Regions from separate parts of the Mus musculus genome. Here region 2 is linked to region 1. The links are chromatin contacts, called in public HiChIP or PLAC-seq maps. All regions are on one chromosome and are shown on one strand. Each heading gives the region's core, a stretch centred on a gene start, on an enhancer-like site or on the middle of the called end of the contact. The rest is flanking DNA. Distances are from core to core; before and after follow the strand shown. Region 1 overlaps Nsmce2 (NSE2/MMS21 homolog, SMC5-SMC6 complex SUMO ligase). Region 2 has its middle 70 kb from the start of Trib1.

The links. HiChIP or PLAC-seq counts read pairs in DNA pulled down with a chosen protein or histone mark.
Region 2: a contact with region 1 is called in a FOXA1 HiChIP or PLAC-seq map of pancreatic cancer cells. The contact joins two enhancer-like sites. A contact is called at or near these places in 3 of 484 Hi-C or Micro-C datasets (bone marrow-derived macrophages and muscle stem cells) and 2 of 115 datasets of contacts at active chromatin or transcription factors (CD8 T cells and pancreatic cancer cells).

The regions. Positions count from the first base shown.
Region 1 is chr15:59,538,824-59,545,580 of GRCm38.p6, forward strand. The region is part of intron 4 of Nsmce2 (NSE2/MMS21 homolog, SMC5-SMC6 complex SUMO ligase); the gene reads left to right. Among named protein-coding and RNA genes, the nearest start is that of Gm36677, 76 kb to the right of the region's middle. Within about 2 kb of position 2,433, at least 54 of the 459 cell types and tissues checked have an H3K27ac peak or open chromatin away from gene starts, as enhancers often do. A contact at or near this core is called in pancreatic cancer cells, where this site is marked.
Region 2 is chr15:59,715,148-59,721,904 of GRCm38.p6, forward strand. No RefSeq gene overlaps it. Among named protein-coding and RNA genes, the nearest start is that of Trib1, 70 kb to the left of the region's middle. Within about 2 kb of position 4,439, at least 17 of the 459 cell types and tissues checked have an H3K27ac peak or open chromatin away from gene starts, as enhancers often do. A contact at or near this core is called in pancreatic cancer cells, where this site is marked.

The sequences.
Region 1 (6,757 bases), core at 1,183-3,682:
GCAGGAATTGAATTCTGCCACCCCAGAGTAACGGGAGGCAACAACCTCAGACCCTTAAGCTGGTTTAAGCCTTCGTGAGTTCTCTTTTGACACTTTTTGAAACACTGCTCTGGGTGAAGCAAGCACATTGTGGCTACTAAAGATCCTGGACGACTGGCTAACCCTGGCCCATGTGCCTTCAGGACTGTTACAGAGGAACTAGATAGGAATCATTGGTAGGTTAGTAGCAATTGTGGTTTGGTTCTGATTTTTAAAGTGACTAGCCCTCAAGTAACAGAAAAATAAAGGATGGCAAGTGCTTGTTGACTGGACCGTTTGCTAAGATCGTGCGAATAGCTGTGCATAGGCTCCGGGCTCATTTTTTCCATAGCCCTCTGACATGACAAGGTCAACCTTCAAGTGAGCTGTAATGAAACTTCGTGCATCCCAGCCGTATCCAGTGTGCCCTTAGCTTAACACTCATCTGTCTGTGACCTGACATAGTGAATGTAGTGGCTCCCTGCTCCCACAAGTCCTATGAGGAATGGTGGGGAGGAGGTATAGGAGTGGAGAGGGCTGTACAGCAAGAACTTGCCCACGTTAGGAAGCCAGCTGACAGGTTTGGCTGTGGCCGAGCTTATTTTCCATTGGATTCTGAGTTTCCTTGCAGCAGTTTTTACAGAAAGCTTTAAGCTCCTTGCCTTCATAGTCCCACACAGGAGGGGATGATGGCCGAGGAAAAGCGGATTCATTTGTTCCTGTAACAAAAGAATCAAATGTACTTCTGTGGAACAAAAATGCATTGGAAATTTTGCTTGTTGTTTTCTATTACAAAATTGAAATAAAAAAGGAATGTTACCTGTACTGATTTTCTTATTTCATATGGAAAATAAGAATATGTTGCCGGGCAGTGGTGGCACATGCCTTTAATCTCAGCACTTGGGAGGCAGAGGCAAGTGGATTTCTAAGTTCGAGGCCAGCCTGGTCTACAGAGTGAGTTCCAGGACAGCCAGGGCTACACAGAGAAACCCTGTCTCGAAAAAACAAACAAACAAAAACAACAACAACAACAAAAAAAAACTTTAAAAAAAAATGTGTGTGTGTGTGTGTGTGTGTATGTGTGTGTGTGTGTTTAGAGCCTGCGTATCTTATTTCCTTTCTGCAAGCATTGTTATCTACAGTCACTGGCTCAATGAACTTATCATTTTCCTGGACCACTGTTCTATAAGGGTTCTAAAATCAATCAATATCTCTCTCTCTCTCTCTCTCTCTCTCACACACACACACACACTATTAACAGCTGCTTGCTCCATTCTGACTTGTGTGCTTTCCAGCTAAGGTGAGTGTGTGCAGTGCCGTGACTAACGCTGCACTCCTCTCACAGATGCTGTCTAGAGGGGAGCTCTCAAGTCAGCAAAGCCCCGACCTTCCCTCACCCATTCCTCCCCACCACCAGACTCTCGTAGGAGCAATCCTTTCATCTGCCCCTAAGTGACCTCCTTGGGTAGACCATGCCCTGAGTCTGGCAGCTTAGTCTATTTCCTAGTAGAAACTCTTTTTCTCAGTTTAGGGAAATTTTATATTCGCTGTGTCTTGTTCATAAAAGTATTCCTTCCAGAGTGACACACGGTGAAAATGAGGGTGGGATGCCTTAATTAGGAGACTTCGTTGATTGCTTCCAATAAGTAAAGCAATTATGCCATGTATCGGAATATGAATGCAAATGCTTTGTAATATTAACCCTTGATGTGGAAGAAGTAGCCTGGCCTTTGAAGTCAGGTAATTGCAAAACTAATGCTGACTGGATGCCAGGCACTGTTGCAAGCTCCTTTATAAGTTGGTTCACTCACGCTTACCTCAGCCCTCTGAGAGTGTTCTATTAATATGCCCATTTCACAGATAGGAGGAAACCTGGGGTGGGATTAAGAAAGCTGTTGTGAGTGTGGGAACCAGCAGTTGAAATCAAGTGTTCTGTCTGAGTCCGAGCTTCCGATGCTACACTTCAGTCTCCAGGTAGCTCTAGGAGCTACCCTGTCCTCACGGTACTTTGCTCACCCATAAAACTGGGCAAGGCTCTTTGAAGAGTTAAAAGGAGAGCAAACATTGCTCTTGCAGAGGCTCTGGGTTTGGTTCCCGTTGTCAGACATCTCACTCTGTTGTCGCCTGTAACTCCTGCTTAGGGGATCCCCGCCTGCATACCCACACAGGGCTGTGCACAGAATTTAAGATAAATACATTGTTTCTTTCAAATGAATTAAATGGCTTACTATCAAGCATGACCGGGGATTCTTAATGGTGACTCTACACCTAACTCATTTGTGGGTTTCTTTTGTTTCTTGTTTTGGTTTAGACCCCACCCAGAGAACTCGTGATTCATTTCTATACCCCATGGTATGTGGTCTCTTATGACCAATGTAAGATCCCTGTCAGAATTACTTCAGAGTAAGCAGAGTGGCTTTTTAAATGACTCTTGTTGATGACTGTATACCTCATTTCAGTGTTAGTCAGCCAGGACTAAGACAGGACAATGGGAAAGGGCCAGCCTCATAACCTGTAACAGTTGTTCCTGAGATACGTAAGCTGCCGCCCTCGCCCCCTCGCTGCTGAAAGATAGCGTATTTTATAAATAACCGATGCAACTGAAAAGGAACAAATTGGTTCTCCCTCTGTTTGATAGCTCCTCTGTTGACACCCAGTGACCTATCTCAAAAGTAAACCTTTAAAAGACATAGAGTGTTGCCCACAAACATTTTACATTTTTAGGTCCATGAACAGTGGAGCTCAAAAGGGCTTAAATATTCTGACTGATACAGGCTTCTCATCACCAGGTCCCTTACTCAGAGAGGGGGAGGCACTTGTCAGCACACTGCTTTCCAAACGAGAAATGAGCTCCCCAAAAGAACAGTTGCCCCTGCAGTGTTTTATATAATGAGAGTTTGAGATAATTGCTGTGTTGATACTGAAGCACTTTTGATTTATAAAGCAAGCATTCATTTAAGAAAATGTCACATAACTTGAAAATTGTTATCTGAACATATGATTTTAGTTTTCTTTTGCAGGAACTGACTTACTTCAAGGCCATGCCATTTAGATCTCAGGCTAAGCCAAATCAAAGGTGACAAGGCACATTAATGACCTGAGAGGCTGGGCTATCTCACAGGGTGGCACTATCCCATTCGACAGTCATTTATTGAGTGCTTACAAGACACTGTGATTCACATGTTCAAAGGACACTGTCCCAACACTTAAGTACATGACAGAGGGAGGCAGTGACATTCAGCTGCTGTTAACGGTGGAGGAAAATATGAGTATGCAGGAGGGGCCCTGGACCGAGCCAGGAGTAGAACAGGGGAGGGGATAGGGCTGAGCTACAAAGCTTCCTGTAGGACGGACAGCTAGAGTGATTCCTAGAGGACAGGTTACTGTAGGTGGAAGAACCTTCCAGCTGGTCACTTGTGGACAGTGTAAACATCCTGCCTAACCAACATCACCTTGGCTACAGGGAAGGCCTGATGGTCATCTGATGGCTTCAGTCTTAGATGATCTACTGGCTTCAGTCTTAGATGACCTACTGGCTTAAGTCTTAGATGACCTACTGACTTCAGTCTTAGATGGCCTACTGGCATCAGGTCGTAACATTATTTGAACATTTTTAAAAGTCATTTTTGTCTCACAATGATTAGCTAGGCTCAGAAGCGCAAAGGAATAAGATATTTGGGACTTGCCTTTTTGCCTCTGGTTTGTGTCACCTACTCTCCTCCATTTACCACTTGACAGGGTTACATAGGAACAAGCAACACCCTCAGCAGTTAGGCCACTGGGAAAGAGAAGCCCGTGCCACCAGCCACAGTAAACCTTATCCCCAGTGTCACTGGAATTGATGCCACTCTGACCAGTGGATCCTGGTGACCATGTCAGTGCCCTTTAGCAGACTAACCTCTCTATACTTGGCTCTCTTCTCAAGATAAGGAATAATAATAGCTCCTTACTATACCACACTACCCTGTGGACATGGGGGTTGAGGCTGACACTGAATGAACTCACTCCTGGGGCAGCAAGAACAATTTGTTAGCTGTTAAGGGACAGAGTCCCAGTTCCTTTCATGTGAGACTAAGACACATACAAGGACTTCTGCAATCCAGAGCTCCATTTTCTGCAGATACTACTTTGTCATTCAAGCCAGTGTGTTCCTTTCATAGCCACTGCTAGTGTGCTATGTGCCAGACACTGTTCTCAGCACCTGGGATAGATAAACTCAGGAATCAGTCCACACAGAGTCTGAGCTGTGGTGTGGGAGTTAATCTGACACATTTCATAACTGGAGAGAGGGAGAAGGAAGGAAGGAAGGAAGGAAGGAAGGAAGGAAGGAAGGAAGGAAGGAAGAGGGAGGGAGAGAGGGAGTGAGGGAGAGAGGAGAGAGGGAGAGAGAGAGAAAGAGAGAGAGAGAGAGAACAGAGCTTACAAGGCCCAGATGCTACAAGCCCTACCAAGCCATTGTAGTAAAAACTGAGCAGAATGAACAACTACTAGTGACTATTGAGCTTGCAGGATATAGTAGGCACTGGGTTCTGTGTTTTATTTGAAATAAGCAGATGAAGCCTTTATGTAAAGCAGATGACACTGGCTCCAAGGGAGGCAATGGAGGAGTTTGCAAAGACAGGGCTCTCTGATTCTGAAATGCACCTTGGTAGAAGGGTGTGTGTGTGTGTGTGTGTGTGTGTGTATCACAAGATTGGGAATAACAAGATTAATTTTGGGCTGCACTTGGCCTCCATGTAACCCCCTTCCTTGTTCAGGAACTGGGGAGCAATTTTGGTATCTGTGCTTCCAGAAGGACTAGACCAAAGAATCCAGCCTCATAATGCTCACTCCTTGGGTGTTTTTCCTGGAGCACTAAGCAGGTTCACGGTCCAAGGTACAGCTTCCCTGCCCATTTTTAAAGACCCCAGCATTTCTGAGTGCTTGTTACAGACAGAGGAAAAAAACTAAACTACAGAAAACTCAGTTTCCTGTTCTTGGTTATGACCAGAAAATGAGGTGGCTTTCAGAGCAGCATCAGTGACCCGTGAACCTGCACTTTAGATGTGACTCACAGTAGTAGCCTGTGGAAACTGGCAGACTCCTTGTTCTACAAGATGTTATTCTGAGCCAAGTAAACACCCCCAAAGTCAAGATGCTTGTTTAAGACCAAACCTCAAGGTAGAATGTGAAGGACGGGCAGAAGGCTTATTGAAATACGTCAGCTTATTTTGCAGGACAAAATGAAAACCTGCCAGACACTCTTAATTCATACATTACTGATTTGAAATTCATGAAACCATTGAAGGGGCTGTGTAATAATAATAATAATAATAATAGTGAAGGGGCTGTGTAATAATAATAATAACAACAACAACAATAATAAGTGAGAGTCTTACTATTTAGCTGCCTATTGTTTATTTGCAAAGCACAGTGCTGGCCATCAACGGTGCAATATAAGTGACCACTGGCTTCTACCCTTCTGACTGTGTAGGTAATTTCTAAGTATGTAGAGTGTAGTATAACTACCCTAAGCTGTGTCCTGATTCCAGTTGCTCTACACAGAATCAATTTGTACTTACCCAGCAACAAAAGAAAAGAGAATAAAACAAAGAATAATGTGGATGGTGAGTGTAATTCCATCTGCATTTCCAGAGAGAGCAGCCTGCTGTTCCTTTCAGTTGACCTCAGCTTCCTATTGCTTTCTCCTGTCTCCCAATGTAAGATTCCATTGTATCTAGTGTTTGAAGATAACATTTTCATAGAACATAGCCCTAGGATGCTATATCTGCTTGCTGTGAGCAAAGAAGTAGCATTCTTTCCATTGCTAAAACTAATGCCAGCTGTGCTTGGCCTCACCAAGGGGTCAGTTTTTCTTTGACTTCTATGATATTTTCATCATGTTCTTTGGCTAGAGGGTTTATGTTCTAAAAGAGATACAGTTCGTTGTAGTGATAGATGTACAGGGCAAAGTCAAACCTTTTATAAATTCAAGAATCTGCCAAATTGGGCTGGTGAGATGGCTCAGTGGGTAAGAGCACCCGACTGCTCTTCCGAAGGTCTGGAGTTCAAATCCCAGCAACCACATGGTGGCTCACAACCACCCGTAATGAGATCTGACTCCCTCTTCTGGAGTGTCTGAAGACAGCTATAGTGTACTTATATATAATAAATAAATAAATCTTTTTAAAAAATTAAAAAAAAAAAAAAGAATCTGCCAAATTGGGACCATAGCCAAATTATTGGGCTTCTGTCTGTAGCTAGTCATTGCCCACATTTTTTACAAATCTGTAAAACAAAGATAGTTATATTTACGTCATTGATATCACAATGTTTAAATGAATAATAAAGATCCTGACAAGCACGTGGAAGTCCATTGCTATCCATCCCTGCAATAAGTATGAATGTAGTCTGCCTATGAAAACCAAGGACAGGGTGTCGGCAGAGGGGTGACATAATCTATGTGATTTTAGAAAAGATGACCGTGGTGACTGGAGAGTTCAGTACTTGGTGTGCTGACATGGGGACCTGTGTTCAGATGGTTTGCACCCATGTAAAAAAGTCAGGCATGGTGGCGTGTGTCTGTGACCCCAAGGCTCAGAAGGCACAGACAGGAAGATCCCTGGGACTTTCTGGCCAGCAAATCTAGCCCAGTTGGTAAGTTCCAGACTTGATGAAAATTTGACATCTTAGGGAAAAAAGGATAATATGGTGGAGAAGGATGTCGGAAGATACCCAGTGCCAACCTCCACAAGTGCAC
Region 2 (6,757 bases), core at 3,189-5,688, 180 kb after region 1:
GCACCATCCCAGATGTTCTCACCCTGCATAATTATTTACCATAGCAGTCCTGTCTGAGAATGTTTTATTGGTGGCCTTCCTTTCTCTCTTCACTACAGGGAATTCTTCCATAATGGAAATGCACTAACAAAGGCCAAACCTTATTCAGACCTAAGACTTGACTTTTTCCCCCTTCACCCACCTTTGCTCGGGACCAGCTCATTTATTCACTAAACACATATATTAAATATCTACTTTGTGCAAGTGGAGTTTTTGGAATTTGAATTTGGACTCATAGAAATGAGGTAGTATGATGGTGTGTGTGTGTTCTTAAAGCCTGTTTTGAGTACCCTGTTAGAGCCCAACTTTATTCCAAACTGTACGCTGCCACACAATGATTATAAAATTGGACAGCAAAATCCAGCTGGTTCATCTTAAGCCAATAGCAGAAGATTTGCAAAAGATAAAGTAGCATTAGTCTCTACTCTAAATTTTGCATTTTGAAAAACTATTTTTCACAAATAGACATTACTTTTGTACATTTGTGTTGTGTTACAGTTTCCACATAGACTGGAATATTCTATCCTGCAGGGTTCCTTAAGCAGGAAGGTAAACAATCAAAATAGCTTTAGGAAGTCCCTGAAACTGACCAGATTCACAAGCCCCCCCCCCCCCCCCCCCAGTTACCAAGTCAGGATGCTGAGAGAGTCACTCTCAGACAAGCCAAGCTACAGAAAAGATTTTTGAGACCAGACCAACTTCTGTCCTGGAAGAGGCAGAAAGCAGCCTCTCTGTCTAACTGAGTCACTTGGAAGAGACACTCTCCAATGTGCTGAGCTGCCTGCAGGCTGTGCAGGGTGCTTCCCACCTTCCGTGGACTGTTTGTCATCCTGGGGTGGGCTTTGGTGATGCAGAAGTCCGAGTCATTTCTGTTCCTGCATCCATATTCCTTTAATAACCCCAATAAAACCCATTGGTTCACTCAGTTGGACTTTGGTTTCCCTATCTGGGGTGAAGAAATGTGCAAGTCTCTCCAGCTAAAGTCTTGTCACACAACATGTTCACTGACTTTGCAATCCATAGGAAGGAATGAATAAGGTTAAAATGTCTTAGCAGAGGAGGAGGCGGAGTCAGGAGGACTGCTGAGAGTTCAAGGCTAGACTGGACTACACAAAAGCTTCAGGCTAGCCAGGACTCTGTCTATAAACCAGAATAAAACAGGGCTGAGGTGATAGCCCAGATGGTAAGTTTTGAAAGTTTCATCCTTCAAAACCTTTTTTTTTTTTTTAATTAAAAAACCTGCAACCCTCAAGTATGTTGATATGTGCTTAGATCCCCAGTGCTGAGGCAGAGAAGGGCTGCTCCCTGGCTTACTGGACAGTCAGCCTTAGCTTACTGGTGGTTTACAGGCGAGTGAGAGGCCTTTTCTCAAAAGTAAGATGGGAAGCACTTGAGGTTGTTCTTTGCCCTGCACAGAAATATGGACATAACACTTGTGTGCTCATGTGTACTGCAAGACACAAACACACACACACACACACACACACACTGGAATTTCTTATTTTTATTTCAAAGAGAGTTAATACTAATAGAGATAACCCAGCTATTGTCAGAGACTTACCTAACACTCAAATAAGCAGGCCCAGGACTGGAAACACGCCCATGTGGTGGGCCAACCCCGGGCCTGTAAGACTAATAGCTTGGGTGCTCATGTTAGAGACTGATGGCAAATGTTGGTTAAGCGCCCATCTCATCAGTGCCTCAATTTTTGCACCTGTACATTGGGAGCATCATGGTCCCTTGAAAGGTGACCGTGATGTATTACCTCACTGGTGAGAACTTTGCTTTGCTGGGAGGTTAGAGGCTCTCTTGGAAGCTGGGGTGTTTGAAAGGGTCCCACAGAGTGATCCCAGCTGTAGGGAGTGGGGCTCAGCATGTGTCGTCAGCCTCCCCCGCAAGGTAAATATGTGAAGATTGGGAAAGTTGGTCAAAGGAAAGGAATTCAGTTTGTGAAATCGCTTCAAAGGGGGAACTGGAGGCAGGGCTTTCCTTTCATGCTGATTGTAAGCACTTTAGAGTTTTGTGAAGCCCCACTTCCTGATACTTCTTCTCTTCATAACGGGCACGGAAGCAGCTGAGTTGGTCTTTTTTTGAGGTCCATTTGTGGGAGGTGACAGCCACTTTTTTTTTGACCCCCCAGTCTAGAAGTGACTCTGCAAAAGTCCCCACAGGGGACATGGTTTCTCTGACTAGTGACTAAGGCAAAACCCCTTTCCACTCATGAATTTCTTATTTTCTAACATTCCATAGTCTGGTAACTTTTGTTGGTGTGAGTAGCTGCTGTCAGAGGACTTCCACTATGTGGTGAAGGTGGGGGCTTTGTCACTACATTATCCTTGGTCCTCAGATGCCTTTTTGAGCAATCCTTCCTGGTGCTTGTTCTTTTACCTGAGAGATTCCTTCCCTGGCCTTGGCTAAGAGCTGTTGACTAGATTTCTATTGAAGTGCAGTAACTTAACAGCTGGCCCCCAGTCACTGATCCTTCCCTCTGAGAGGAGGGCTTGGGAACTATGGGACAGAAGATGGTGTTCCTCGCCTCCACCACACTACTCTTCCATCTCCTCAGGGCTTCTGGAACATGCCTAGGATTGGGATAGTGCTGGACCTATGGGGGGATGCGATGGGCTTCAGAGGGAGGAGGTTAGGACCCTTCTTTCCAGCCCTTAGCTCCACATCCCGCTTTTGCTTTATCTGTCCCAGTTTTGGGACCAAGTCTGATATCATGGCAGTGTGCTAGACCCACCTTGGCTAAATACTGAGAAATGCTAAAATTGGACATTTACATTATCTTTAGGAGTGTGGGATGGCTGAGGTCATACTATGTAGCCCAGGATAGCCTCTAACCCATGATCCTCCTGCCTCAGCCTCCTGATGCCATAATTTCAGGCATTTACACTATGTCTGGCTACTGTCAGTCTTTTATGTATGTATGTATGTATGTATGTATGTATGTATGTATGTATGTATATATGTATATATGTATTTATTTATTTTGCAGTGTTAGGGATTAAACTCAGAGCTCCCTGCATGCCAGGTAAGTGCTTTACTGGCGTTCAGTTTCTCAGCTTTCCTAATGAAGTTTCGGTTGCTTAGTTTAAGGCTATAGTTGGTGTTTAGTCAGAACCTTCCCATTTCCCACACCCATCCAAATTCCTTGTTCTAATTTCCTTTCTCTTGTGTTTAAATACTATGACAAAAAGCTACTTAGAAAATGACTTATTTCTGCTTCTAATTCTAGGTTTACCGTCCATCTTTGTGGTGACGTCAAGGCCAGAACTTCCAACTGCAGGCTTTTCAGCTCCCTGGAAGCCTGGGAGGTTCAGTGTGCACAGGTATAGGGTCCTCCCACTCAAAAATCTCACAGTCTTACAGTGGACCAGAGATCTCTCTCAGAAGACCTGCGGAGGCTGGGTGGGTGGCAGCACACAGATGGAGCTCAGGTCCAGTATAGAGAAGGCAGATATGGCCTCTGCTTTGGGGATCCACTGGAAGTAGCATCTTTATTGTTATCTAAGGGAAGGACAAGGTTTCCTGAAGGTGAGAAGCCAGAATGAGTCAGAACCAGGGAATGAAGGGGCTGGGTTTGCATCAAAGACTCGAGCAAGATGTCAGTTTGGTCATGAGTTACAAAGAACCCTAGTTCTGTGCAGGAAGGCTTTTGAAGACCTGATGCTTCCAGCTTGGTCAGTATGGGCACTTAGCAATCATTTCAATCATGCAAATCATTTCTCTCTTATCTGCCACGTTACCTACCATGGTGTCATGCTGGGGCCATGTCCTCTTAGGAAGGAAGACAGGACTGCTGCTGCTGAGCAGAGTCATCTGTAGGTGTGACCTGTGTAGTAGATGACAAGGGATTGCCTTCCACAGCAAAGAAACCTCCGAAGGTCTCTTCCCTGCATGTTCTCAGGGCCAGTGTCTGGTTTCCTGTCCACTGCTGAAGAGAGTGGATCAGAAAAGTCCTATGTTTGGAGAACCACAGATTACAGATGGAACTAGGCCTCTTCAGGGGACTGAGGCATGTACTTGCTACCATCAATCAAAAGCATGTATCATAGCAGACGAGGAATGTCTGGGACTCATGGGAGGGTGGGATCATACATCAATATAGTGTATGTTAATTCTGAGGGGCTTAGGGAGCCAAGGAAGATTTGGAGGAAGAGTGTAACCCAAGCAGTATGGGGCTTTAGAACAGTTTCTTCAGGATCAGTGTGGAGAGGAAAGGCCAGTTTGAGGAGGCTGAGAAACAACGGCAGTTCTGCAAGTAAGAGGTTGGTGTGTGATGAGAAAAGAGAGGGCTGAGGTGAGGGAGTGAAAGGGGTGGGAGGCAAGTTCTGATTCCCTGGTTCCCCACATCTGACTCACCCTGAGCTCAGTTAGCTCTCATGGGTCCACTCTCCATTTTCACAGCCGACTTCCTCCTCTGTGTCCTGGTCTCTCATCGGGCTCACGGTGCTGGCATCTACACCTCCCATTCTGACAGCTCCCACAAGGCTCCTCAGTGGTCCAGGGTGTGTGTGTGTGTGTGTGTGTGTGTGTGTGTGTGTGTGTGTGTGTGTGTGAGAGAGAGAGAGAGAGAGAGAGAGAGAGAGAGAGAGAGAGAGAGAGAATATCCTGGGATGTTTTGTTTCAGACTGGCCTCCCCTCTGTGCATGGTTGTGCATTCAGGAGCCTTTGCCATCCCCCTCACTAGATGTCAACAGCAGTCTGACCCCCACACTGTGTTTGCGGGCATGGAGGCATGTTCCCTAGTGTAGCCTCCCTCAGCCCTGAAGCAGGCTGATCCAGACTTTGACCTTGCTGCCACTGAGAAGGAAATTACCTAAGGTGGAGCCTTCTGACCTAGATGGCTCTTTTGTTCTGCCGCTGACCACTGCTCTCCCCAAGACACTGCTACCTGCTGAGAAGCCCCTGAGACATTCTGGAGGAACATGCTATTCTACACATCACCTACAGGCTGGCTCCAGACACCAAGAATGGACTAGCGGGGCATGGGCCTCCCCCTTTTATAAGTAGACTCTCTTAGTAAACTGGCGGGCCTTAAACAGAATCATGTCTTGGTCTCCATTAATCTCTCTTGGTCTAAGTCTCTTTCAGCCCCAGCCTGCCTCCCTGGTGTACCCGGTTCAAGTAGGCCGCAGGCCGGCACACAACACCCTGGGAGCCAAATCAGGAGCCTGCTGCCAACCCTTCTCCTCAGAGCTGCCTCATGCTCTTGAAATGGGAAGTCCGCTAAAGCTCCCATCTGCTGCCCATGGTAAACATCTCTAGAGGTCCCCTTCATGTCCCTTCTGCTACTGGCTTCTCCAGAGCCTCTGATTGTCTATCAGCTTCCTCCCCTACCACACCCAACATCCATTTTGGATGTTTCTCTCATCTTTGTAGGCTCTTAACATCTTTAATCTGGAGCTGAGTTCATCAGAGTGATGGGGAACCTAAAATTGTCTCTTAGAGCCACATAGCGGGAGCACTGACTTCCACTCCTGGCTTGCCTGGGCCTCATTTTCAGTGTTGATTGTCAGCAGGGTGTCTCTGGGGGCAATTTACCTCACCTCTCAACCTTATTTTTAAACCATACATAAAAGGAGTGTACTCTCAAGCTCATTTTAAACAGTGACAGTGTTTTTTAAAGTGTGAGCCATTGATTGGCAGGGCTGCAGTTGGCTTCATAATGATGCTGACAGTTCTTGTCCTGCAGGTAAGTAACAGCAGAAGCTGTGTCTAGCACATGACTCTCACTTGGGGGTATCTTCTGTGCCTGCCCTGCCCTCAGACTCTTTCAGAAATCTGTGTGCATTAGTGTTGGTACCAGGGGGCTGGAAGGAGACTGTAATAGTCTCTTCCTCCTGATGGGAAGGTCTATTCTAGACATCTTGTTACACGGATCCACAGGACCTATTCCTTCCTTCCGTGTAGTTAGAGACACAAGGTAGGAGCGGTTAGAGTTTTTCACAATGACAGGTTCCTGAAAGTCACCCCAAGCTCTGGGCTGGGGATAACTGGGTACAGGCTGGGGGTGGGGTGGGGTAAACACAGAAAGAGGAAGGAACTCTTAGAAAGCAAAGAGCTGGAAGGTAAGGCCAATGATCTGACAGCCGGCCCAGAAAGCAGGGCCTTGGAGGGATTGCAGGGACCTTCAGTGCTCCTACTATCCTGAAGGCTGAGGCTGCGCAGCCTCCCGTGGGTGGGGTGGGGTGTGGTCTGTCAATCTTGTTGTGACAGGGCCTGGACCTCCTTATTGTATCCCTGCTGACTGTCTCGGCACTGACTTCAGTCCTCCTTGTCTGAAGCTGCTCTGTCACTCAGTGCCCTCTTGGCTGCCAGGCCCTATTGCTGGCTGCTTTTTGGCTTAGCTTAGAAGAAAAATGAGGAAGGAAGCAGAGGGCTTCTCTTACAGAGACTGTTGCCCTAGAAGCCATGCTCTGCACTGTATCTCAGAATAAGCTACATGCCATGGCTCCCGCATCTCCCTATGGCCACAGAACAGCACCATTTCCTGGCTGTAAAGCATCCTTCCCCTCCGGCTCTCTGCCGAAACTGCAATGCTTGGTTCTGCTTCCTGGGAGCCCAATTGGGGAAACTGAGATCAAGCCAGAGCTTATGCTGAGGACTTCCTCTTCCACTTGGTTGGCTGGGGCAATAAGTGGCCAAGCCTGGGACACTGACCACAGACACATGCAGGTCCTTGACTCAACTGAAATGGACACTTTTACTAGTT